Regions from separate parts of the Mus musculus genome. Here all the other regions are linked to region 1. Evidence: chromatin contacts called from public Hi-C and promoter capture Hi-C data. All regions are on one chromosome and are shown on one strand. The core of a region is the stretch at or near the end of the contact, and the rest is flanking DNA. Distances in the headings are between cores, read along the strand shown.

Region 1 (4,733 bases), core at 1,636-4,135:
TACATCAAGAAAATAGTAAAAATCAAATAGTTAACATAAAAGGGTAAAGTGAAAAAGTGTTAAAAGTACTGTGCATACTGGAAATTGTATACTTTTCATGAAGCCATGACAACTGCCTAGAATTCTGTTATATAAAAAAGGTATGTTAGAGTATGTTACTGAGTAGTAGCTGAGTAGTTTTTTGTTTGTTTGTTTGTTTTTCAAGACAGGGTTTCTCTGTATAGCCCTGGCTGTCCTGGAACTCACTTTGTAGACCAGGCTGGCCTTGAACTCAGAAATCTGCCTGCCTCTGCCTCTTGAGTGCTGGGATTAAAGGCATGCGCCACCATGTCCAGCTGTAGCTGAGTAGTTTTAGAAGCACTTAAACAACTTAATTTTTGAAACTGTAGCACATTCAGTAAAGGATTTGAAAATTCTAGGAATAACAAACCTATTTTGTGCCAACTATAGTAAACTCCAGAAGATGTACTGAAACTGTACATAAGTATATTTTAATCACAGCACTGGAATAAACATTTGCTAGGTACAATTTAAGTTTTTGTTGGTGAAGATTTGATTCAAGGCTTAAATTGCTTCCAAACTCTAGTATATAATCTATGTATCTATTTTTTGCAAGTCTGAGAAGGATCCCATTTGCCTAGACTTTAAACTTTGTATTAGCCAGGGTTCTCTAGAGTCACAGAATTTATGGAATATCTCTATAAACTAAGGGAAATTATTGGACCAACTTACAGTCTGCAGTCCAACTAACCCAACAACGTGCAGCTGTGAATGGGAAGTCCAATAATCTAGTAGTTTCTCAGTCCAAAGAGGCTAGGTGTTTCAGGTCTTCTATATAGGCTGGAATCCTGAAGAAGCAGGTTCCAATAGATGTGTTGACATTTAAGGGCAAGCAAGTGGAGAAGAAGGAAGCCTTCCTTCTTCCATTGTCCTTATGCAAGCCTCCAGCAGAAAGTATAGCTCAGATTAAAGTGTGTACCACCACACCCGGATTTGGAACTTGTTCTGTCCCAGGTTGGCCTTGAACTCAGAGATCTGCTTGCCCCAATCTGTTGGGTTTTCAGGTGTGTACTACCTTGCCTGGGCCTAAGCTTTTCATAGCCACCATGCCTTAAGATCTGGATCAAAAGTGTATGTCATCCCATGTCAAGATCCAGGTCAGAAGCCTATGTCTTCCAGCCTCAAAAACTCGATCACAGATGTGCCTATCATTTCTGGATTGTAGTTCATTCCAGATGTAGCCAGGAATAGCCATCACACTCTCCAATGTGAAAAGTTTGTCTTTTCTTACAGTTTTAATAACCATATGCCTTCTTTATCTCCTCTCCCCGTCTCAGGTCCTTCATTAGTTTATCCAGATGTACTCAGTTTAAACACTGCCTATTCTGTACTGGTTGATCTTTTCCAGCCACATCCTAAATCAGCATGAGTTAGGACCTCAGCTAAAATGGAAAAGCCAACAACCACCATTACCACCACCACCTGGCCATCCTGAACAGGTGTGCTTGTTCCTGCGGTTTTTTTGGACTATGACCCTTATCATCATCATCATCATCATCATCATCATCATCATCATCATCATCATTTATTGTCCTTGTTGTTGTCGTCATTTTTCGAGACAGGGATTCTGTGTAGCCCTGGCTGTCCTGGAACTTGCTCTGTAGGCTAGGCTGGCCTCAAACTCAGACATCTGCCTGCCTCTGGAGTACTTAGGTTAAAGGTGTGTACTTCCAAGCCTCGACTAATTTTAAAGTTATAAAGCTTTACGGGGTCATTTTACTTTGTGAACACATTTCTCTCTCTCTCTCGATTTATTTTATTTATATGAGTCCTCTGTAGCTGTCTTCAGACACACCAGAAGAGAGCATCAGATCCCATTACAGATGATCCATTACATACCATGTGGTTGGCTGGTGGGAATTTAACTCAGGACCTCTGGAAGAGCAGTCGGTATTCTTAACCGCTGAGCCATCTCTCCAGCCCTGTGAGCACATTTCTAACACTATGTAACCCACAGTTGGCTTGAAATTTGCAAACCTCTTACTTCAGCCCCTCAAGTTGTGGCATTACACACTTGCATAAAAGAAACTGTACGTATAAAAATTAAATGAAAAAAAAATCTAGCCGGGCGTGGTGGCGCACGCCTTTAATCCCAGCACTCGGGAGGCAGAGGCAGGCGGATTTCTGAGTTCGAGGCTAGCCTGGTCTACAGAGTGAGTTCCAGGACAGCCAGGGCTACAAGAGAAACCCTGTCTCAAAAAACCAAAAAAAAAAAAAAAAAAAAAAAAAAATTCTAGAGTGAAAGTAAAAAAAATTTTGAGTAAGCAAGAAACTTAACTTCAACGTTGAATACATGAGATACCAAACCTCATGAATATGTCTTCTTGCTAAACATTTAAAAATCAAGACTGAGAGATCCCACGGAAGATTTAAAGAGTGAAGAGGAAATACGTTTATAAATAAGTAAAACTGGTAAAAAGGAGGAGTAACGATATTTCATGAAGGAAAAATAGATTTTAGAAGGAAGTGATTTGACAAAGATCGTAGGGAGAAAGGAGCAGGTTTAAGAGTCAGCCAAATCAACCCCCTGTGCACACCACTTCACCACTGCACAGGGTCTGTGTCTGTCTGCCCTACCTTGCCCTGCCCCGCCCCGTCCAGCTCCGCCCCGCCCCACCGGTCGTGTAGGCCGCGCCTTCAGCTGGGGGTCCTCTTCCTTCAGGCCAGCTCTCGAGCAGGCCCCGCCTCTCCTGTTATACAGCCCCTCCCCTCTCCGCCTCCTTTTCCTTTAGACCCGCCCCCTGATCAGGCTCCGCCCATGCCGCCTCAGACCCAGCCGGGACAGGGGCCTCAGGGTACCGCCCCGCGCTGCCGGAGGCGGCTGTAGCGTCAGGTGACAGCCCGGAAGCTGCGGAAGCGGATGAAGCAGAGAGGTGGAGGCCCGGTGGGGCTCCGCGGAGGTGAGGGAGCTGGTCGGCGGCCCCGGAGCTCGTGGCGCAGCGCGTATGCGGCGCTCAGGCTGACATCCGAAGGCTGCCGCTCTGGGTCGTGCGGCCGGGCCTCGGCGTTTGGAGTCGCGGCGGGGGCCTCCGGCGAGCGTCCATGGAGAAGTCTGGGCGTGAGAGTGACGGCGCCCCCTGCGGGCCTGTCCTGCACATCGTGGTGGTCGGCTTTCACCACAAGAAGGGCTGCCAGGTGAGGACCGGCCCGCGCCTTCTCGGCGCCCCGCGGCCTTCCTCGCGGTGTGCCTCCGGGGACTGCGCGACGAGCCGCGGGGGTTCGGGTTTAGCGGAAGAATGACGGGCGAGCCTTGTGTTCCCTGTCAGTCTCCACCAACCTGCTGGGTGTCTACCCATAAAGGAGCTCTTGAGGAAAACTCGGTGTTTGGACGCCGGCACGTTACGAGCTGTGGGTTTCCACACGAATGCTCAAGTAGACTGACGCACTTGTAAGCTCCGCTCGGCTTCCTTTGTTTATCTCTTGCGAGCCTTGGAATCTGTAGTTTGGGGTTAGCGACCGGCCCCGCCCCCTTCTCTTTGTGCCATTTCAGATTTGATCCGGCCCAGAGCTATTCTTTTGGTTAGGTTAGCCCTCCAAATCGCTTGCAGTAAGTAAAAATGTAATTTGTCAAACAGATAGTGCAAATGGAGCCAGCTTCTTAAATGACTCTTCACCCTACCGTCTGAACCGAGCGTTTGCTTTGTGTTGAAGGCAAAGGAGCAAAATAGAATAGGTTTGTTTAGCCTAAACAAACACTGGAAGCCAATGATGTCATAATGTGCTAGTGAATATATATATTGAATACTTAAGGTGTTGAAAAAAACGGATTGCTTCTAGCAGAAAACGAAGCACTTGGTTTCTTTTCTTTCACAGAGAATGTAACATTAGATTTATTTACAGAAGTTCAGTTAGTTAGAAGATAACAAAAGTAGTGAAGGGAGTGGAGAAGTGATAGCTGCGAGTGTGTGTGTCAGTGTACAGGTGTGTGTCGACTGTTACCTTCAATCTAGGTGTGGTGGCACATGGCATACATCCAGCAAATGGGAGGCTTGGGGCAAGAGAATTATCTTAAATTAGACAGGGTACTTAGACCCTGCCTCAAAAAAATAGACTATTATTTTAAGATGTTATATTCGCTTATCCTCAGAAAGATATGGAATAACACTAAAGAGAGAGTAACACTATTGTGTATGATATTAAGAAGTTTTTTTAGTACTTCCTGATTACAGCCTTTGAACTAACTAGTTGCTTTATAAGCTAGGAGTAAAGTAACAAAATGACAAAAATCATACTAAAAAAAAAAAAAGATTGCTGAGATTATACTGTTATGAAAAACAGCCCCGGAGTCAGTCAGAAGTTGTAACTTTGCATCCTGTGCCATGGGTGTTCTTGTGTGTGGTAGTATAGTCATCGTGGAAGCTTGATTCAGAACTACACTGAATGGAGGGAGCTCTGGGAAGGAAACTGGAAAACATCAGAGTTGATAGGAGATAGGGTAGTCTTCGGATTCTTGCTGTCATTTGAAAGTCAAGATTATTATGTTTCTGCCTCTCTTACTGGTTTTATTAATAGTATAGCTTTCAATAAGGGAAACAGTATATAGTGTTGCATAAAGATTAGAGAACAGAGACTGTTTAAAAACAAAGATACAAGAGCAGCCTGCATGCTATCTCATTTTTTTGCCTTTGCCTTTTGGTTTCAGCATGCAGGTACAAGTGTCTGCTTTTGTAAAC
Region 2 (4,733 bases), core at 1,077-3,576, 2.5 Mb after region 1:
AGTTTTTTAAATTTACAGTATACTTGCATCATTTGTCATGCCATCTTATCCCTTTTACCCCTCCCATGTCCGATTGCTCCTCCCAAATTCATGGTCTCCTCTTTAACCATTATTGATAGGTATTGCTATACATACATGTAAACAGGAATAGGTTTTTTAGTCCATTCAGTGTTATCTGTATGTATGTTTCTAGGACTGGTCACTCTATTTTGAGTGGCATGGGGAGGTTCATTCCTGTAGAAGACTAATTTCCCCTTTCTTGGAATTATAAATTGCCTATAACTCTTCATCTAGGTGCGAAGCCTTGTGAAATTTCACCCACTTACACTGGGATATGAATTACTGTTGGAATTGTTTAGGTCTTGTTTAGGCATCCATGCTGTTGAGACTTCATAGATATAGCTTACCTGTCATATCTACAAGGCACAATCTTACAACAGAGTCCCCCTTTCTTTGACTTTTACAAGTTTTCCTTCTTTTCTTTTTCAATATTTCCTGAGCCTTGATATAGGAGTTATGTTGTAAATGTATCCATTGAACTTAAGTAGAGTTGTTTCCTATGAATCTTTAGTTGCCTTTACAAATAAGAACACAAGCCACTCTCTTCAATTTTTCAGAATAGTATCATTTTATCACCTATATACCTGCTAACTAGAAGAGAAAATTTATTTCCAATGAACACAAATGTGTACCCTTGTAAAAAATAAGTGTGCATGCCCTCGTCCAGCCCAGTCCCTGTGTAGGAGTATAGGTGTCTCTATATCTTCTCATCTATATCCAGTAAGGGAGATTCTCTCCATCTGTCTGTCTGTCCATTTGTTTGTCTATCTGTCTGTCTCTCTCCTCTCAGGTGCTTTCTCATTCTTTCATCCTACCCCTCTCTCATCATGTTATATAGCTCACAGTATCCACCCACTTTGTAGCCCCAATTGACCGGGAATTCATGATCTTCTACCTCAACCTCCCAAGTATGGGATTGCGCATCTAAGTCACCATGTCTGGCTTCAACAAAGGACTTTTATGGCAGGAGACTGAATTATAATAATGGAGAGACATGGGTCTCTATACAAACTATACAAAGTAGAGAATTTCTCTGAAACTTCACAGTATATGTTTACATTCAAATCCATAATGAGTTTCTAATTTAGAACAAAGTCAATAAAGATTTATAACTCTTTCCCCAGAATATTTCATTCCCAAGTTTTTCAATGTTTATTGACATTTACCATATAGTTTAGAGTTTCTCACCACAGCATTCCAGGTTTAAAAATATTCATGTGAGATTTGAGAACACTGTCTCAATAATTCCAGTTTAAGCCTTAATTTAAACCCAGGCATCCAAAACCCATGGGTTACATAGTTATCAATAACTAGAAATGAGCTGGTCATGTGGCTTAGTGGTAATGCTAGAGGGATAACAGTATAATATTATCAGCTAAGATAGTATGCAGTGTATTAATTGGCTCTCAACTATTCTACATGTTGTATTCCATCACTCTAAACTCACAAGTATACACCACACTCTCAAGTTAGTAATGTCCATTTAATGGGGAAAAATTCACAAAAATTTGTCATTTTAATGAAAATGCTTTAGAGAATGTTTTAAACATATAGTGTGAATTAACTCATAGAAAACGTCCTGCCTACATGCAAGATGTTTCAAACCAAACAGAATCAACTCAAGTGTGACTTACTGAGCTTCCTGGGGGCTGACTCCAAATAGCCTGTGACAGGCAGGATGCATCCCCTGCCTCAGTTTTTCAAATATGTTCTTTCAGCCAGTCTCATGCTTTACTTTACTTAAAAGAGCATGAGGAAACAAATCTGCCAGTCACATTGAGGACATGATAGCGCATGGTCAAACAGAAACACCTGAGGAGCAGCAGCAGCTTCCACTTAACTGTTCCAATGACTGGAATAAAAATCAACAACCCCCACACATTGCTCAGTGCTGTGAACGGTTTATGTTAGGCTGGTGGCTAAAATCGGCGAGAGATAACAAGAACCCTAAAGCTCTAAGTGAACGTAAGAGAGGGAGTGACACATGTCATTATCCAAAATATGTCTCTATAGCAACCAAGTGTGGAACAACAGGAAAGGGAAACATGGCAGGACATCTCAAACCCCATTAGATCTCCAAAAAGTAACAGGTCACCTGCAGCTACCTTTAGCTTGAAGTGTCAGGAGAATAAAGAAGAACCAACTCCACTGAGGAAAAAAACAGCCAGCGTGAAATGGACACTGTGTTCCTCCTATCTGGTGATCTGCAACTGCTGTGATGACTCACAGAGTAGCACAAAGGCAGCTTCGTGCTCTCTGAGGCACAAACGGCACGTCCGTCCAGGAAACAGCAACATCTTCTGCTTTCACTAAAACTTGGCCGAGCGCTTACAGCCTTGCACTTCCTGTTTTCTCCTTCTTTTAATCAGCTGAGAAAATGAATCTGTTCCTGCAATCCTCCATGACTCACCATGATGCTTTCAATTTCGAAGATTATCCTGAGATTCATCCCGGGCCAGTGTTTTCCTAGCCAAACTGTGAAGGGAACAGGGAGCATGGCCAGGGTCTCTCCAGCATCCTGGAATGGCAGTGGGTGGGGCTGGACCCCAAGACTGGTATTTTTGTTTCTCCTCTTTTCTTTGAAATGCTAGAAAGGAAAACCTCTCTTACCTACTCCTCCGCGTGTTTGTACATGCAGGTAGCCAGGCCTCAGGGTTGTGACCACTCAGTTCTGGAGTTAATCACTGACAATTGGACGAAGTAATTCTTCATGAATTTTACCCCAGTTGAGATTGAATCTTGCACTTTTATTTTTGGAATGATAATTATTTCTACCTTTCTTCTCTATTTTCAGCCTACCTGTTTAAGACAAAATAAAAGGGACCACACGGGATGTATGATTTTATTTAAGCAAGTTAAAACACTGGACCACCAAAGACTTGAACAGAGACAAAACCAGTAATAACAAAAGAAAACAAGCAAAACCTATTTGTCTTACTAACCTAAAGTCAAAGTACTTATGCTACTCATGATGAAACCTGACCCAAGAAAAGATTCTAAGAGGGAAGTCTCTGCTCTATGCATATTAAGGGCCACAGGAAGAAAGGGACCAACTCGCTTAGAAAACTGAATGAGAAGACTGTCTGAAGTAGCATAGACCACATTCTTTACGGAGATATGTGAAGCTGCTCTCAGCCTGGAGACAGACAACCTTTGGTTTCTTTTAAAACACCTGCTCCTCCCATCCTTCTCCCAGTCCTCTGGAACCCTGAGAGACAGGCCCAGTGTGGTTTTAACAGAAAAGTTGAATGGTGGTTAAATTCCCTCTCTCTATCTCTTTCTAGAAGCCATCTGGGAGGAAGCCACTGTGATTCTAGCCACTCCGAAATCTACCCAGGGACTCTCCTTTGGGTTGAGGTCTAGTACTTATTTAAAACAGTTAAAGTAAGTGACCACATTTAATCTGAGATTTTCGGATCCCTACAATCATGCCCTAGTGGAAGAGTAGACTTATTTTCATCATGGAGTTGAGCTCACCATTGGCAGAAAGTAGATGGCAGATGGTTGTGTTACCGTCATAGTGCCTTCAATCTAGATGGAAGCCACCATGTCACTTTGATGGTATCTTGACTAGTCGGCTTGCTGTCTAAATTAAAATAAAATATTTGCTGACAGATGAAGAGAACAGAAATGAGATTGGGAAAAACCGTAAGGCATAGGAATCTCCCCTTTCTATTTTACCTGGAGCAATACAGACCTTTCAGGTAGTTTCTTTCTTTCTTTTTTTAATTTATTTTTTTATTAGGTATTTTCCTCGTTTACATTTTCAATGCTATCCCAAAAGTTCCCCATACCCACCCCCCACTCCCCTACCCACCCACTCCCCCTTTTTGGCCCTGGGGTTCCCCTGTACTGGGGCATATAAAGTTTGCAAGTCCAATGGGCCTCTCTTTCCAGTGATGGCCGACTAGGCCATCTTTTGATACATATGCAGCTAGAACAAGAGCTCCGGGGTACTGCTTAGTTCATAATGTTGTTCCACGTATAGGGTTGCAGTTCCCTTTAGTTCCTTGGGTACTTTCTCTAGCTCCTCCATTGGGGGCCCTGTGATCCATTCAATAGCTGACTGTGAGCATCCACTTCTGTGTTTGCTAGGCCCCGGCATAGTCTCACAAGAGACAGCTACATCTGGGTCCTTTCAGCAAAATCTTGCTAGTGTATGCAATGGTGTCAGCGTTTGGAAGCTGATTATGGGATGGATCCCTGGATATGACAGTCTCTAGATGGTCCATCCTTTCGTCACAGCTCCAAACTTTGTATCTGCAACTCCTTCCATGGATGTTTTGTTCCCAATTCTAAGAAGGGGCACAGTGTCCACACTTTGGTCTTCGTTCTTCTTGAGTTTCATGCGTTTAGCAAATTGTATCTTATATCTTTGGTATCCTAAGTTTTTGGGCTAATATCCACTTAACAGTGAGTACATATTGTGTGAGTTCCTTTGTGATTGGGTTACCTCACTCAGGAAGATGCCCTCCAGGTCCATCCATTTGCCTAGGAATTTCATAAATTCATTTTTTAATAGCTGAGTAGTACTCCATTGTGTAAATGTACCACATTTTCTGTATCCATTCCTCTGTTGAGGGGCATCTGGGTTCTTTCCAGCTTCTGGCTATTATAAATAAGGCTGCTATGAACATAGTGGAGCATGTGTCCTTCTTACTGGTTGTTTATGA
Region 3 (4,733 bases), core at 691-3,190, 2.3 Mb after region 1:
CCAAAGACATTGGCCTGAGATCTGAAGAGAGACACCCTGCAAGATCATGAGCGATTCGGCATAAACACTTAGACTCACAAGGGACCTCTGTGCAGAAAGCCTCATCATACACACCTGGCCGTTGTCTTCAAGAAGTGTATAATCAAAAGCAGAAATAAACTGCAAGTGAAGATTGCCAGGGGATCAATCATCCCTGCCATGGGGCTTGGAAGTAAGGGGACATTGAGTGCACAGTGAGCTGGTGAGGAGTGACCAGAGAGACAAAAGTCATGACTCAGCATTCTGCAATGCACACTGAGATTTCTAGTTTCACTATAGCGACCAACAATGTAAAATAGTTTTCAGGAACTCACATGGTCATTTTTGCTCTACATAGCAGGCATTCTATTTTTGTGTAGCTACAACAGGGCTTAGTAATGGCCAATACTTTTTATCTAAAACATGACCTGCTTAGAGATCTTGAGGACCGACATCATTGGAAGGACAAAAGTTCCCAACCTAACAATTAGATATTAAAACTCCAAAAAGTGTACATTAGTTTTGTTCTCTTAGAAATTTCAAGCATGGGGACTTTTCCACCAAATCAATGTAGAATTATAGATTACTCTACACAGCACTTTCTTCTACATTAAGTATCAATTCTCTGATAAGGTACTCTGAACACCACATCAAGTTCCTATTACAGTGGACATGTCAGGACAGCAAAAGAAAAACAACCACACTGGCTCTCACCACAGCCAGCCTGAAGGAATCTCTTTACCAAAAATGATACACTTTTAAAATCATATTTCTGTTGCTAAAGCACAAACAAAATATACATGGGATTGTTTCTTTTCAGTAAATTCATTTCATCTAAGTATTTTCAATAAATTGCCATTACTGTCTGATTTTTGACAATACCATTTTCCATAGAAAACTGTAAATGAAACATATATATGAAGTCAAATGTCACTATCACTAAGTAATTGCAATTCAGATGTAACCATATGATTAGCACAAGTCAGTTTTTAAACTATGAACTGTGACCTTGGGCGGCTCAGACTTTCTGTGGGGACAGGACTCAGTGATTTCTGTAGTGGCTTTAACACACAGCACTCAGCACTCGGGTCTACTTCACCAGCAGTGTGCTTCCTAACAGCCAGGGCTATGTACAGTTAGTTACCTTTATTTATTTCTATAGGACTCAGAGAGACACCCCACCCCCTGCCCCCATCACAGTCCTCAAAAGCAAAGCCAGAACCCTGTGCTCTATCACTCTTACACAGCATTTTTTTTTTCCTTTTTGGTTTTTGTTTTTGTTTTGTTATTTTTTTCCAAGCGTCATTTGGGTAACCAATCTACCTAGAATTATTCAAGGAAAAACATTGTTCTCAACCTTTATTCCGATAACTACAATATACTTGAAGAAAGTCCTTGCCTAGAGAGCAGAGAATCAGATCCATCTATGAGCTCTAACAGCCTGGAGACCCAGGAAGCCCATTCAGTTTGCTTTGCTTCGGTTTGCAGAGGTATTGTCTTAAATACACTTCCCTTAAAAGAAGGTATAGCTGAACCCAATAATCATGAGCAACTACACAAAAGTGTCAGTGAAAGAGAAGTGCGCTATTTAAATGTTTCTATCTGGTCTGAGGAAAGAGCACTGTGCAGAACAGACTGCAAGGTTTGCAGCCTGTTACTAATGATGCCGAGAGCACTGGCCAAGTACGCTGCCCAGAAAATACCAAACAGCATAAGAAGCAGAGAACACTACCTTCGCAGCGGCATGATTTCACAAGCCATCCTCGTGTGCGAATCTGCACGGGATCCCCGAGTGCCTTCCAGTCAAGCCCTGTGTGCAGGACCCGCGGAACACACAACCTGCTGCAGCTGACACTGCCTCTCCACCTCCAGCTGCAGGCAAGGATATTTATCGGCTGCCTCCACATTTACACTGCAGTCCACTTTGACCTTTTGTTCCAGCGAAGCAGCTGAAACCCAGAGCCAATCAGAGGCGGAGCAGTGGAGTGTGAAAGGCTGCTCCTCCTCCTGATCCTCCTCCCGCTTCTCCCGCTCCTCCTTCTGTCCCCACCCCACTTTGCTCTGCTCGCTGCTTAGTGGGCTTGGCAAGCCCCAGCAACCTGAAACTTTCCTCTGAGAGGTTCCAGACAAGTCTGTCAGTCTGTGAAGAGCAACCAATAACTGCAGAGGAGCCCAATCCTGCATGGCTCAAAGTGCAAGAAAAGCCAGCAAGGAAATGCAGTGTCAAGGACAGACAGCGTCCCTTAAGGTCCCGTTTCTTTGAGGCCCAAGTTGGACTGCACCTTGTTTTTTTCTAAAATAAATAAACAAATAAAAACTACCCAAACAGTAGCCAGAGAAAGCTTTTCCAGATTGTTCTAGGCTTTTCCTGACGAAATACCTGAACCCTTGCCCTACCCACAGTTTCTTCCCCAGATACTTATTTACACTAGGTTGTGAGCAGTTCCTGGTGACATCACTCAAGGGGAAGAGGACAAGGTGCCCTAACTGGATTCAGGTCTTCAGGAGATCAAAACATCTACTGGTGTGGCCCTTCTGTTTGTTGTTTTTACATTCTACCCAAAATGTCAACTGCACTTGGAAGAGATTTGTTTCTTATTATATATTCTTATATTTTACAAAACCAATTTTTCCAATAAGATTTTCTAAGTGCTTGTAAATGATCTTTTATTATTTTGTATCTCACATATGTGTGTGTGTGTGTGTGTGTGTGTGTGTGTGTGTTTGCCTGCATCTGCATGGCATGTGTGACTGTTGCCTAAGGGGGCCAGAAGAGGGCATTGAATCCTCTGGAACTAGAGTTACAGATGGCTAAGTGGCCATGCTGGGAACCAAACCTGGGTCCTCCAGAAGAGCAGCCAGTTCTCCAGCCCCTGTAATTTCTTCAGGGCCACTCACTATTTCTAGGGAAGTAATTGTAGTTCACAGGCTTCATACAATGCAAGAAACACATCTTGTACAATTTATTTCATATTATGCAAATTTAATAAGTTCTAACACAGCCTACTTTCGCATTAACCTGATACAAGCTAGAGTTACATAGAAGGAAAGAATCTCAATTGAGAATAGCTTTTAAGACCTTTTTCTTAATTAGTAACTGGACGGGGAGGGCCATTGTGGATGGTGCCACCCTGGGCTGGTGGTCCTGTGTTCTATAACAAATCGAGGTAAGCATGTCACGATGAGCAGGCCAGTAAGCAGCATTGGTCCACAGGTTCTGCATCAGCTCCTGCTTCTAGGTTCCTGCCCTCTTGGAGTTCCTGTCCTGGCTTTTTTAAATCATGAATTTAATGTGCAAGTGTGAGCCAAATAGTGTGTGAGGGCGCGCATGAGCGTGCGCGCGCACACACACACACACACACACACACACACACACACATTTGCTTTCTGGTCATGATGTTTTCATTGCAGTAATAGAAACCCTAACTAAGACATATTGCAAATTAAAATTACCTGTGCTTATAGAAAACATTTACATTTTAGTAAGAGTTTTGATAGTTTATTAAAATAACCTTGGCATGAAGGAATACCTTCTGCAAATAAAAGGCAGAGACACCCACACACAAACACACACACATACAGAGAGAGAGAGTCAAAAATCCTTACGTGTTCACCTTGTAACTATGAACTTTGATCTTAGATTAGAGAGGACATACATTTCCCCCATTTTAACTAGGATAGATTAGTGTAAAGCCTATGACTAGAAAAGCCATTTTCTTTTCCTCTAGTCATACCTTGAAATCTATTAAGGGTTTCTGGTGGGACTAATAAAAAGCATGCCTGATTCTTTTCATTCTCAAAGGCTTAGAGGACTAATCATTTTGCTGCTGTTGTTGTTGTTATTTTATAGTTTCATTGTCAAGAAAAGTGACCTACCCTAGCTGTGTTTTGGTTTTGAATGCATGTATGTAGGTAAACAGAAGCACCAGATGCCCAGCAAAACATTCTTAAAGCTACATCTACAGCCACCCCTAGACATCAGCTAAGGAATCCCAGTCAGAACTATAACACTAGAGTCACTGGTTGAAGATTTCTAGGCAGAACACCCTCTCTGTTCTCTCCACAGATGAGCATCTCATTAGCTGCCTTTACTATTCACATCTCTATGTCACGACATAAGTAACAGCATCCCGTGTTGGAAATAATTTACCCTAAGGACACAATGACTTGACCCTTGAGCTGTGTTGTTTTCTTCTTTTCCTTGTCACAGAGTCAGGGGCCAGTGTGACCCAGGCAGGGGTTTGGGAAGACATTGAGATAAACATGCTTGAATCTGAAATGGGAGCTCCAAGTCCTTTCTTCTAGGCAAGCTTCTCAGTGAGTTTAACCAGCACAGGATACTGTGCCAATGTGGCATACATACAAAAGGCATTTTCTGCTCTGTGAAACTGAACTTACTTGTTATATTGGACAGAAAATTTGCTGCTGGATCTTACCACAATTTGGTTGGAGCAAATGTACCTGTACTCCTTATCAACCTGCATAGAAGTTGTCCAAATGAATCATATCTGCTGGGTCACTCTTTGGGAACAGGAATTGACAAGCCTCAGAAGGTGATGACTTCAGCTGTTGTTTTCTTTTTAATGCATCTCTCCTACTGTAACTGAGAGGCAAAAGCAACAGCAAGAGTACCCATGTAACAGTGCCATGGGGCTAAAACGAGACCAGATAAGTATAAAGCAATGCAATTTTGGGGTATGGGAATGGAGAACATT
Region 4 (4,733 bases), core at 562-3,061, 2.2 Mb after region 1:
CCTTAACAGCTTGGCAAAATTTTAGCAAACTACCCCTCCTTCGGGGGCAGTTAGCTTTTAATTTAAAAATATTTCCCGAAATAAACTTCAGGGCATCTAAGTCATCCAGAAACTCATTGGAAGGTTCCTCCTTGCCTTCTTCACACCACTGGACTTAGGCATTTGTTTCCACATTGATCTCAGAGACCATCCCAGTTCATTCTGAACTGTTGATGTGTCTGATCAGTTCTGGACCTCCCAAAGACTTTAGGGAGAAACTTAGAAGGTTTCTCCTGCTCAGAGAGGTCATTTAGCAAGCAGTAATCCTTCTGAGAAAGCAGCCAGGATGTTTGAAAATAGTGATAGACATGATATGTTTTTTCCTCCAACTGAATTGGTTAACTGTTTCCATAAAATCTTGCTTATCTTTACATCCTAGGGTAGACTTCTGGCCTACAGACACATGCACACACACACACACACACACACAATATAAATACATACAATACACATGTACAACACACACATGTACACCCACCCACATAATACAACACATATGTATATGCACAAACATTCACCCCACAAACACACATGAATAACACACACATAGCACACACAAACATAACTGAACGTGTTCCTCCACACTGACCCATACTTAGAGTGTTGGAGTAATATTGTTTTTCTAACATATACAAACAAGAAAGGAGAGGGTGATGGGGAATGGCATGGTGAGTGATCGTGGAAAGTACAATGCCTGTTCTGAAAGACTTCAGAATGTGTTGCTGAACTACAAAAACACTTTATTTCAATGCAGACACAACACTGAGCCTACAACAACCTATAAAGCAAGAAATGCAATCATTTTTTTTTTCATACAATGAAACGGAGGCTCTGGGAGGATAAATCCTGTACCCAGATCATGTAGTGGGGCCTTGAAGCACCTGTAGGCATTCTGTTTCTGGCTGTTGTCAAGTGGGTCGTTTTTTGTTACTCAGAGTTTAGTTGTGGAACTGGTCATTTCTATAGATGCACAGCGTGCTCTGCACCCTTCCGAAGGCTAGACAAGCAGCATGGCAGAGAGCAAGCATTAATGACAGGCCTGTCCCGAGACCTGAACCCTACAGCCCTTTCTGAGCTACAATACTCATCCCAAAGTCCTCACTGAGGTGGCCTTCTAGTAGCTCAGCCACATGTTTGTTCTGGTGTGAGGAGTACTCTCTCGCCTTCCTCACCGCGCCTATTATACACAGGGATTGTCAGTGTTTCAGAAGTACCAGCTAAAGAAAAATATCAGTGTCTCAAAAATGTCTTATCATGTAGTAATCATGCCCAGAAGGAGGGTCTAAAGATTGATTCATGTTTTTGAATGGCTTTTGAGAACTTCAGAATTTATGGCAACATATGACTTAAACATACATGGGCTCTGCTGGGAATCTGAGTGGTCCAAGGGATTTGCTTCTCACCATGTTTTCTGCAATGCTCCCCCCCCCCCCCCGTGGTAATAAGCCGTGTAGCTGGAGAGGAAAGTGAGAACCGAGCTTTCAGCACCTCCGGTCCTGCCAAATACCCCCTGTCTGCATGCCAGGGCTCTGAAATGCACTAGGGAGTTCTGATTTGGCTTAGTGGGTATAAGATTCTACTGTGTAAGTTCAGCCTTGGCAAGCTGACATAGCTTAGAGATAACACTGGTAAATTTTGTCTTACAAGATGCTGAATCCATCCCAGAAAAGCAATGATGAAGCCATTTAGGTCTCACTTCCCTTCCCCAGTGAGCCCTCCCACCATGGGCAGGTCACATTGCAACATTCTGTTTGGGCCACCAGCTTTGTGAAGCGCAAGCACTACATGGCCAGGGCAGAGGGCGAGGCGAACATCCAGAATGCGTCCAGTCTTTGACACAAGCGGTAGACCTGTGTGAATTTGAGCTCACTTAACTTTTTGGCTTCGTCAGAAGGATCAGCATCTGCTCTGTGGGTACACAGCTTGCTCTGAAAGCACGACCATCTGAGTTTGGATCTCCATCTCTTACATAACATCTGGGAATGGCTGTGCTCCCTCTAACCCCAGCACTAGGAGAGGAAACAGCAGGCAGATATCAAAAAGTCCCTGGCGGTTGAGCTTGCAGTTCATTTAGAGAGTCCTTGTCTGAAGGCAATAAAGTGGAGAATGATAGGAAGCCTGTCCTGCTCTGGCATCCTTCATTGTTATACTTACATGTATATACCATATGTAATGCATGAATGCATACACAAAGCAACTTCAAAATATTGAAGGAATCGGGGTAACTAAATACTACCTATCATTTTTTCCAAGTTTATTACTTTGCTTCCATTGAAGAACAACTAAAGTACTTCAGGTGGGCTTCAGTTTTGGAATAATGGAACTAAATATCATCGCTGTACTCTGAAAGTCACTCATATTTTCACAGTAGAACAAGGTCTTTCCACCGAGGTCATTTTACTCACTCGAAGTATATACCACATGAGCAGTATGAGTCTTACTCCCATGCCTTTTACCCCTGGAGTCCTGTGTTCCCTCAGCCACAGGAGGACAGTCCTGTGCCTACAATTGAGACTTCCCTTCAGGCAGCTGTGTGGCACTTGGCCTGCCAGGTGACTCAGAAAGCTGAGGTGTTCGCACAGATGCAATGCATGTTCTCCAAACTTTTGATTGTCCCTGTTTAATTTTAGAACAGTAAATGCCTAAACTCTGTACCCAAGGTGGCCGAGTAGACTTTGGAAAGGTACTTAACTAAAGAGAATTCTCCTTAAGCAGAATTTGCTTCGCTTCTGCACCCCTTCAGCTATTTCGAATAGTCTAAAGGCAGCTGGTAGAAAGGACCACCTGCTTTTCCAGTTTCTGCACTGACTACCACACTCGTGTGCACAATTTGCCTCTCCTTGTAGGGCCCTTCCTTCTCTGGAGACAGAACAAAAACCTAATCCTCCTGAGGCTTCGGAGGGATGCAAATGAGCCAGCATTGGATCCTACAAGAAGGGAAAGGTCACACCCCATCAGCAGTGTAGTCACATGATGCTGACACAAACTTCAGAGCTTCTACAGTTAAAAATAATTTATTTTTTAAATACAAAATGCAGTCATGTGTAAAAAAAAATGTACACAATGGTTTGAATTCAATTTCTCTTTTTAAAGGACATTGGTAATTTAAATATTTTTCTGATTATATTTCATGTAAGTATTGTTCTGGGGCCCATATTAGTGACATTTTACCCATTTCTGTGTATTTTTTTTTTCATGCTTCAACAACGTGCCAACAAACTGATTGCTTGGGCCATGCACTTGACCCTGGCTGGCACCATTCTGGGAACCATGAACCTTCAAAATAATATGGAATTGTCAATGCACATAGACTTTCCCTTCACATACACATGAATGTGTATCTACAATTCTGGCCTTCGTTTATATTCATACATGTGTTATAATCATGGACCACTGCCAGTGATATGTACAGTGTTGGGTATGTGCATATTACCCTTATTTGGAACATCCCATGTTGGCTAGCATTTGTAGCCATGCTGGTGGAGCAATTTGAAAACATATTGGCTTCTTTTTCTTTTTTCTTTTCTTTTCCTTCCTTCCTTCCTTCCTTCCTTCCTTCCTTCCTTCCTTCCTTCCTCCCTCCCTCCCTCCCTCCTTCCCTCCCTCCCTTCCTTCCTTCTGTTTTTTTTTTTTTTTAATTTGAATGTTCTCTTTAGAGCATTTTAGGGTCAACTGAACAAAATTATATCAATGAAGGAAATTAAAACATTCTAGATTCTCCTAAGTAGCTTCAGCATTTGGGGTACAGTTTTGTTCCTCTCTACTGCTTTAACCAAATGGACACTGAGAAAACACCCCATGGGTACTGATCTCAGCAGGGACTCCACCTTGCCTCACTGGGGGTGGGGGTGGAGAGCACAGAGGACGTGAGTGTCCTGGAAGAAACATCCATGAAAGCAGAACAGAATTTAGACTGCAATTAGTCTTTCACACAGCATTCTGTGATGCACATACTGTCGACACCATCTTACCAAAGATTAAATCTCTTCTGAAAATCAAGTTTAAATGTATGACACTCCTTTTATGTCTCTGATGGTTGCTACATCCAGTTGCCTCTACTGAAAACTAGGAAGCCACTAGACAGACTGCTGTAAAGGGTATCGGAGCCATTTTTATTCTTTCACTCTGAGTCTTTAACTTACAAAGAATTGCAAGCGCAATACTGCTCACAGTTTAGTCAGCCCACAGTGCTCTAAGACAGTGTTGAGTATACCAGCAGGAACTGGTTCTAATGGTCCTCGCCTAGACAAGTCAGGTTCAGAGAGCAGAGCCAGCCTGCAAATGGCTTTTTCCGCTGCGTAGGTGTTGCATCAGAATGAGACAAAGTGGAAATTGCTCTCTGCTCCAGCCATGGCTGATAGCAGATCTGCTGTGAATATTAATCTTTTGATTGAAAGTAAGATTAAGCTTTAAAAATTGGCAACCAACCAGAAGAAATCTAGGATTCACAGTGAAGTCTACAAAAAAAGCAAAAACCTAGCTTTTTGATTTGAGATCTGACTTGATCTTGCACGGGGACCACTAAGCTTGTTCTAAAATGTCTACAGAGGTTTGTTAAACTTCAAAGCGAGCCTTTATCTGAAACATCGGGCCACCGAGTCTTAAAAAGTAAAGTCTGACCTGAATGATAAGAAGACTAAATGCCATAACGACAACATACTGAATAATATACAAATCTATTAGATGTTTACTCC
Region 5 (4,733 bases), core at 1,443-3,942, 2.1 Mb after region 1:
AAAGAACATGGCCTTTTAAACCATGAGTCACAACCCCATGTGGAATCACATCACTGAATGTAAGGGTCACAAAAAATGTGTTAATTCTTGAATATGCCGTGACCAAATATTAAGTCAAAAGCACTCCCTGCCCCTAATTGCAGTTTTATATTTCATTGAAGTTTTGGTTTTGAACACACAGTAGCATGCTTTGCATTACAGAAATTGTTAAACCACTGAGCATACTGTTGTGCCTAATGCATCATCCACCAACACTGCCTTGAATAGCTCAGCTCAGGTTTGGGACTTTTGTGTATTGAACTACAATTTTTTTCCTGCACATCCAGTTTTCTGCTCTTATAGGAAAATAATGGTTTAATTACAGAGAAGAAAGACTTGATATCCACTTATTGACATTCCTGAACGAGTTTATATTAAATTAGTGAGTCTCGGGTTGGATTGTGGTAGAATGTTTAATTTAAGAAATTGAATTTCTGACTTGAGTTTCAGTTAAAAAAAAAATCATCCAATAAATTTTGATCTGAGCTCAGAACAATTTCTCATCATTTAAAAAATGACCTTAAACATACTTCAGTCATTATATATCATTCATATATATATGTGTGTGTGTATATATATATATGTATATATATATATAATATATATATATATATATATATATATATATATGCACAAAATGGCTGAAGTACAAAGTCAAATGGCTTTCTCAGCATTGATGCTTATAGAATCAAAGTGTCTAATTCTGAAAAACATTGATGTTGTTATCTGTCCTGGAGTGACAGGTATTTGAACAAGATTTAATTCCTCATGTAAAATAAATGAGCAATCAATCTAACTAGTATGTTAATTTTCTGTCCTCTTTAATAAATGGTGAAACTGTATGATAACAAAGAATCATTTTAAAGTTAAAATTGCTTATGATTTCAATGCCTATTTTATATGTTTATATGTAAAAATTTGGGAGGCAAAGAGAGACTACAAGTGGAGAAAGTTTACGAAACCTTGTCTTAGTTACCCCAAAACAGAGATTCTACTTCCTCATCTTCTTGGTTTCAGAGGTGTTTCAGTTATCACTGAAGATCCCCATGATGCCAACATCTCTGCCATATCCTCAGGATGTACATCAGGGCACTGCCATATCCTCAGGATACATCAGGGCACTGCCATATCCTCAGTATACATCAGGGCACTTCCTTATTCCTCAGGATACATTGGGGCACTGCCACATCCTCAGGATATTCATCAGGGCACTGCCATATCCTCAGAATATTCATCAGGGCACTGCCTTATTCCTCAGGATACACCAGGACAGTGCCATATCCTTATGATACATTGAGGCACTGCCATAAGCCTCAAGATACATCAGGGCACTGTCTTATTCCTTGGGATACATCAGGGCACTGCCTTACCCTGAGGACATATCAGGGCACTGTTGTATTTCTCAGGATATACCAGTCTCCTGCCCTATCCTCAGAATCTATCAGTCCTTGAGATTTCTTTTCTATTGGTTAATATGTTAGGTTTTCAAAGCCTGAAGACCTGATGAGATCTGAATTATTCTGGATATGTCAGATTATGAAATTTCTTCTACTTAGAGTCATTTTCCTTTTAAAATTTAATTAAAATAAAAATATAGCACTACCACTCCTTAAGCATCTCTCATGTGCTCCCCTTCAAATGAATGGTCTCTTTTGTTATTGTTACATATGGATAAGTCAGGATGTACTGAGGAGTCCCTTTAAGAGGTGCTTGTTTGTACATATTCTCAGGATTGTATATGCTGATATGGGCTCATGCCTTCACCTTAAACTAGTTTTTGGAGAATTTTGTACATTCTTTTGGGTTAAAGCCCCCATGTTCAGCGTTTCAAATTCAAGGCAGGCAGATACATCAGTTTACTGTTACCATATAGTTTTCTTGAAGATTATTTGAAGATGAGAGGAGCCGTAGCTGAGAGCATTTTTGGCCTTGGGAGAAGAAGAAAGCTTGAATATCCTCTTACAGGCCTGGGAAAGTGGAGCTGAAACTTCTATCCACTCTTCCCCACCCCCAGACCCCCGTCCCCCACGGGAGTTTTAGACCAAAGGTGGGGCTTTATGGTTTTAGAATTGGTGATTCTCACACTTTCTGTTTTCTTCAGTGTGCTCTCCTCTCTAGTCAAGCCTGACTCTGCACCACTGCGGGCCCGCAGTTCTTGGCCCCTGAGTGACAGGGATTTGGAACTACCCTCTGCTCTGGCAGCCACCTTACAGCTCACCATGCCAGTCCCAGTTCCCCCTCTCACCTCTGCATGAATAATAAGAACCTGAATTCAGAACCAAAAGGAACCAACCAAGCAACCAAGCAAGCAAGCAACAAACCCAATCGACCAAAACCCCCACACCATTGGGCATCGCTCCTTTGCATCCTCGCTGGCGAAAAGCAATTTTATTCCAGCAAAGGTTACTCCTGCATTCTCCCATTTTGGGTCCAGGGTCTTGCCATCTGTCTACCACACCTGGTTGTGGGTCCCTCAACCTCCAGTCACCTCCCAGCCGCCGATCCCACCGCCTCCCTGTCACCTCCCTCGCCCTAGGTCCCGCCCCCTCCAGGTTTCTTTCCCCGCCGGGAGTCCCGCTACCTCCCCGCCCCCTCCCGGTCACCTCCCCGGCCCCTCCCGCCCCGACGTCGCCCCGCCTTCTCCGCACCCGCCGCGCCCCGCCCCGCTGCCGCCGCCACCATTGGCCAGGCGGGAAGTCGGTCTCCCAGCTCATTCTGCGCCCGCGGGAGTGCGGGGGAAACTTCATTATTACTGTGACGCTGAAGGCCGGGGAGGCCCGAGCTGCCTGAGGGCTGCGACCGCGGGGTCGGCGCTGCGGACCCGGGTGCAGGTGCGGGCGGGGCGGGGATCTCAGGGCACCGAGCCCGCCGCACCCGCGGAGGAGGGGGCTGGGCTGTCCGCAGCTCCCTGTCGCCGAGGCGCCTCCCGGCTCTGCTTAGCCGCTTAGCCGCGGGCGGCGGGTGACCTCCCTGCGTGAAGAGCATCGCGGCGCCGCGGCAGGGGAATTCGCGTTGCGGCTGGCCGCGGGCTCCTCCCACCCAGCTGGCGGGCGGGGCTCGGGGACCTGGTGTCTGGTGCAGACGCCGCTGCGGCCGAGCCGACGGCTGGACCCTGGAGCAGGTGTGTGGACTGAAGGGCTGGACCTGGGGAGACTCGCTCGTGCTGCTGCCGGGAGCGTGTGCAGCTCGGGGCCCCAGGGGAGGAATGCTTGAACTTTGCTGTTCCTGGCTGTTTTCTTTTAGAGTTCACACCTGCCCCACTAGGAAGTGCCTTAAATTTTACCTAAGGCGTCGAAGGTTTTACTGGGATTTGTCTCATCCGGGGTGCTTTGGGGGAGGACGATTCAAGTGATATCTTCCATTTTTTATGTGCCTTCTGTCTCTTTCCACAAATAGGAAGCTATTTCTAGAACCTTTCATTTGATAATTTGATAAAGTGAACTGATTTTTAGCTTTAGATTGGAAAGACAGGAAAGAGAAGTAAAAAGGATTAGCATTTTAAAATGCAGCCAGAGCGATGTGGTACTTTCAGAGGCAAATGACAGTGTCTCTTCTTCTTTTTTTTATTCCTTTCCACGGATATAAATCAGAAAAACAAAATCGGTGGCTTACTCCAGTTTTGACCCCATCTGAGAAGTTAAACTGCAGGAATCAAATTAGATGCAAAACTCCTTTGTCGTGAAAAATAGAAGCATGGTTCACTGTTAGCCAGTTGGACTTGTTCAGTAAGTAGTGGGGTTTCATTGTGTTAAAAAAAGAACCAGGAGTCCAAAAATGTTCTAAACTGTGTTGTAGAAGTCATTGGGTATTGCATTTCATGTTGCGGGACAAACTTGAATCTCTTAAGATCTGTATAACCACTTAAAACCGTCTGTGTAAGTAATGAAAGGAGCGCCCCAGCTGGAGACAAACAACCTTGCACCAGTTTCAGAAATAAAAGTGATAGTTTCCTAATTGAAAGGGATTCTCTTACGAAGGTAGAAATGATGTCTGAAACTCATTCAGGACCACAGACTATATAATGGCTCATACTAACATAGCTGCTCCGTGGGTGATCTTATCACATCTTAATGCTCCCCTTTGCTTTATTTGGGTGACTGGAGGTGCCTGTCTGTGACTTCTTGTGTTGCACTTAGAGGATATGGTAACAGGGAGAAACGAAAGTAGCAGTTGCGGTCAGGTAGCTAGCTAGCTAGCTGTGAAAGATACCTAGAGAAGTGAACAGCAAAATTGAATTATTTTTTTTTTCAATAATTTCTGTTCAATCTATCTATATAAGAGATTTGAAGGTAGTGAAAATTTACTACCCCTATTAAGTGGCAAGAATTTTATAAGGTTCTCTCTATGACTTTAGTCACAGTAAAGGTGACTAACTTGATCAAGGTTGGACTGAGGTTATCTTAACCAAACCCTTATCCTGATATACACTGAAGAACGTTCCATCTTGAATGGCTAAACACATTCTTCCTTTCAGAAGTTTACTCAGGCCTTTCTTCCCCTTTTTCTTTTTGGGGTGGAGTCATGCTATATGGTATAGACTGGCCTCTAAGTTAGGATAGCCCAAGCGTATGTTGAACTCTCAGTAATCCTCCTGCTCCAGCCTTATTAGCCCTGGGATTACAGGTGTGCACAATCATTCTAGGCTTATGTATTTTTAAGCACTTAGCAGAGTCCTGTTCGGAAGTCATTTCTTT

The links. Promoter capture Hi-C pulls out the DNA fragments that hold promoters and counts their contacts. A called contact is a pair of places that touch in the nucleus more often than the background predicts. Capture Hi-C pulls out chosen DNA fragments and counts their contacts.
Region 2: a Hi-C map of B cells shows a contact between it and region 1, with 6 read pairs. The contact joins the enhancer-like site here to the promoter of Avl9 in region 1. A contact is called at or near these places in 3 of 39 promoter capture datasets (the C10 cell line, cranial neural crest and pre-B cells) and 1 of 484 Hi-C or Micro-C datasets (B cells).
Region 3: a promoter capture Hi-C map of pre-B cells shows a contact between it and region 1, with 4 times the contacts expected there. The contact joins the promoter of Fam13a here to the promoter of Avl9 in region 1. A contact is called at or near these places in 6 of 39 promoter capture datasets (the 3T3-L1 cell line, cranial neural crest, hippocampal neurons and 2 more), 1 of 115 datasets of contacts at active chromatin or transcription factors (astrocytes) and 1 of 9 other capture datasets (liver).
Region 4: a contact with region 1 is called in a promoter capture Hi-C map of liver, with 2.9 times the contacts expected there. The contact joins the enhancer-like site here to the promoter of Avl9 in region 1. A contact is called at or near these places in 5 of 39 promoter capture datasets (the 3T3-L1 cell line, the C10 cell line, hippocampal neurons and 2 more) and 1 of 115 datasets of contacts at active chromatin or transcription factors (pro-B cells).
Region 5: a contact with region 1 is called in a promoter capture Hi-C map of liver, with 5 times the contacts expected there. The contact joins the promoter of Herc3 here to the promoter of Avl9 in region 1. A contact is called at or near these places in 3 of 39 promoter capture datasets (cranial neural crest, embryonic stem cells and pre-B cells), 7 of 484 Hi-C or Micro-C datasets (B cells, CD4 T cells, the N1E-115 cell line and 3 more), 4 of 115 datasets of contacts at active chromatin or transcription factors (astrocytes, large pre-B cells, regulatory T cell precursor and 1 more) and 2 of 9 other capture datasets (adipose tissue and liver).

Annotation. Positions count from the first base shown.
Region 1 is chr6:56,712,020-56,716,752 of GRCm38.p6, forward strand. It overlaps Avl9 (AVL9 cell migration associated), which reads left to right and starts at 2,886. Exons shown (of 16, transcript NM_030235.1): 1 at 2,886-3,195. The coding sequence starts at 3,103.
Region 2 is chr6:59,183,150-59,187,882 of GRCm38.p6, forward strand. No RefSeq gene overlaps it. Among named protein-coding and RNA genes, the nearest start is that of Tigd2, 23 kb to the right of the region's middle. Within about 2 kb of position 2,327, at least 141 of the 459 cell types and tissues checked have an H3K27ac peak or open chromatin away from gene starts, as enhancers often do. A contact at or near this core is called in B cells, where this site is marked.
Region 3 is chr6:59,022,562-59,027,294 of GRCm38.p6, forward strand. Fam13a (family with sequence similarity 13, member A) reads right to left here and starts at 1,941. Exons shown (of 18, transcript NM_153574.2): 1 at 1,751-1,941. The coding sequence starts at 1,779. It overlaps Gm52905 (a long non-coding RNA gene), which reads left to right. Exons shown (of 2, transcript XR_003956447.1): 2 at 1-2,349.
Region 4 is chr6:58,928,415-58,933,147 of GRCm38.p6, forward strand. No RefSeq gene overlaps it. Among named protein-coding and RNA genes, the nearest start is that of Nap1l5, 24 kb to the left of the region's middle. Within about 2 kb of position 1,812, at least 17 of the 459 cell types and tissues checked have an H3K27ac peak or open chromatin away from gene starts, as enhancers often do.
Region 5 is chr6:58,828,773-58,833,505 of GRCm38.p6, forward strand. Herc3 (hect domain and RLD 3) reads left to right here and starts at 2,693. Exons shown (of 26, transcript NM_001361966.1): 1 at 2,693-3,160; 2 at 3,630-3,764.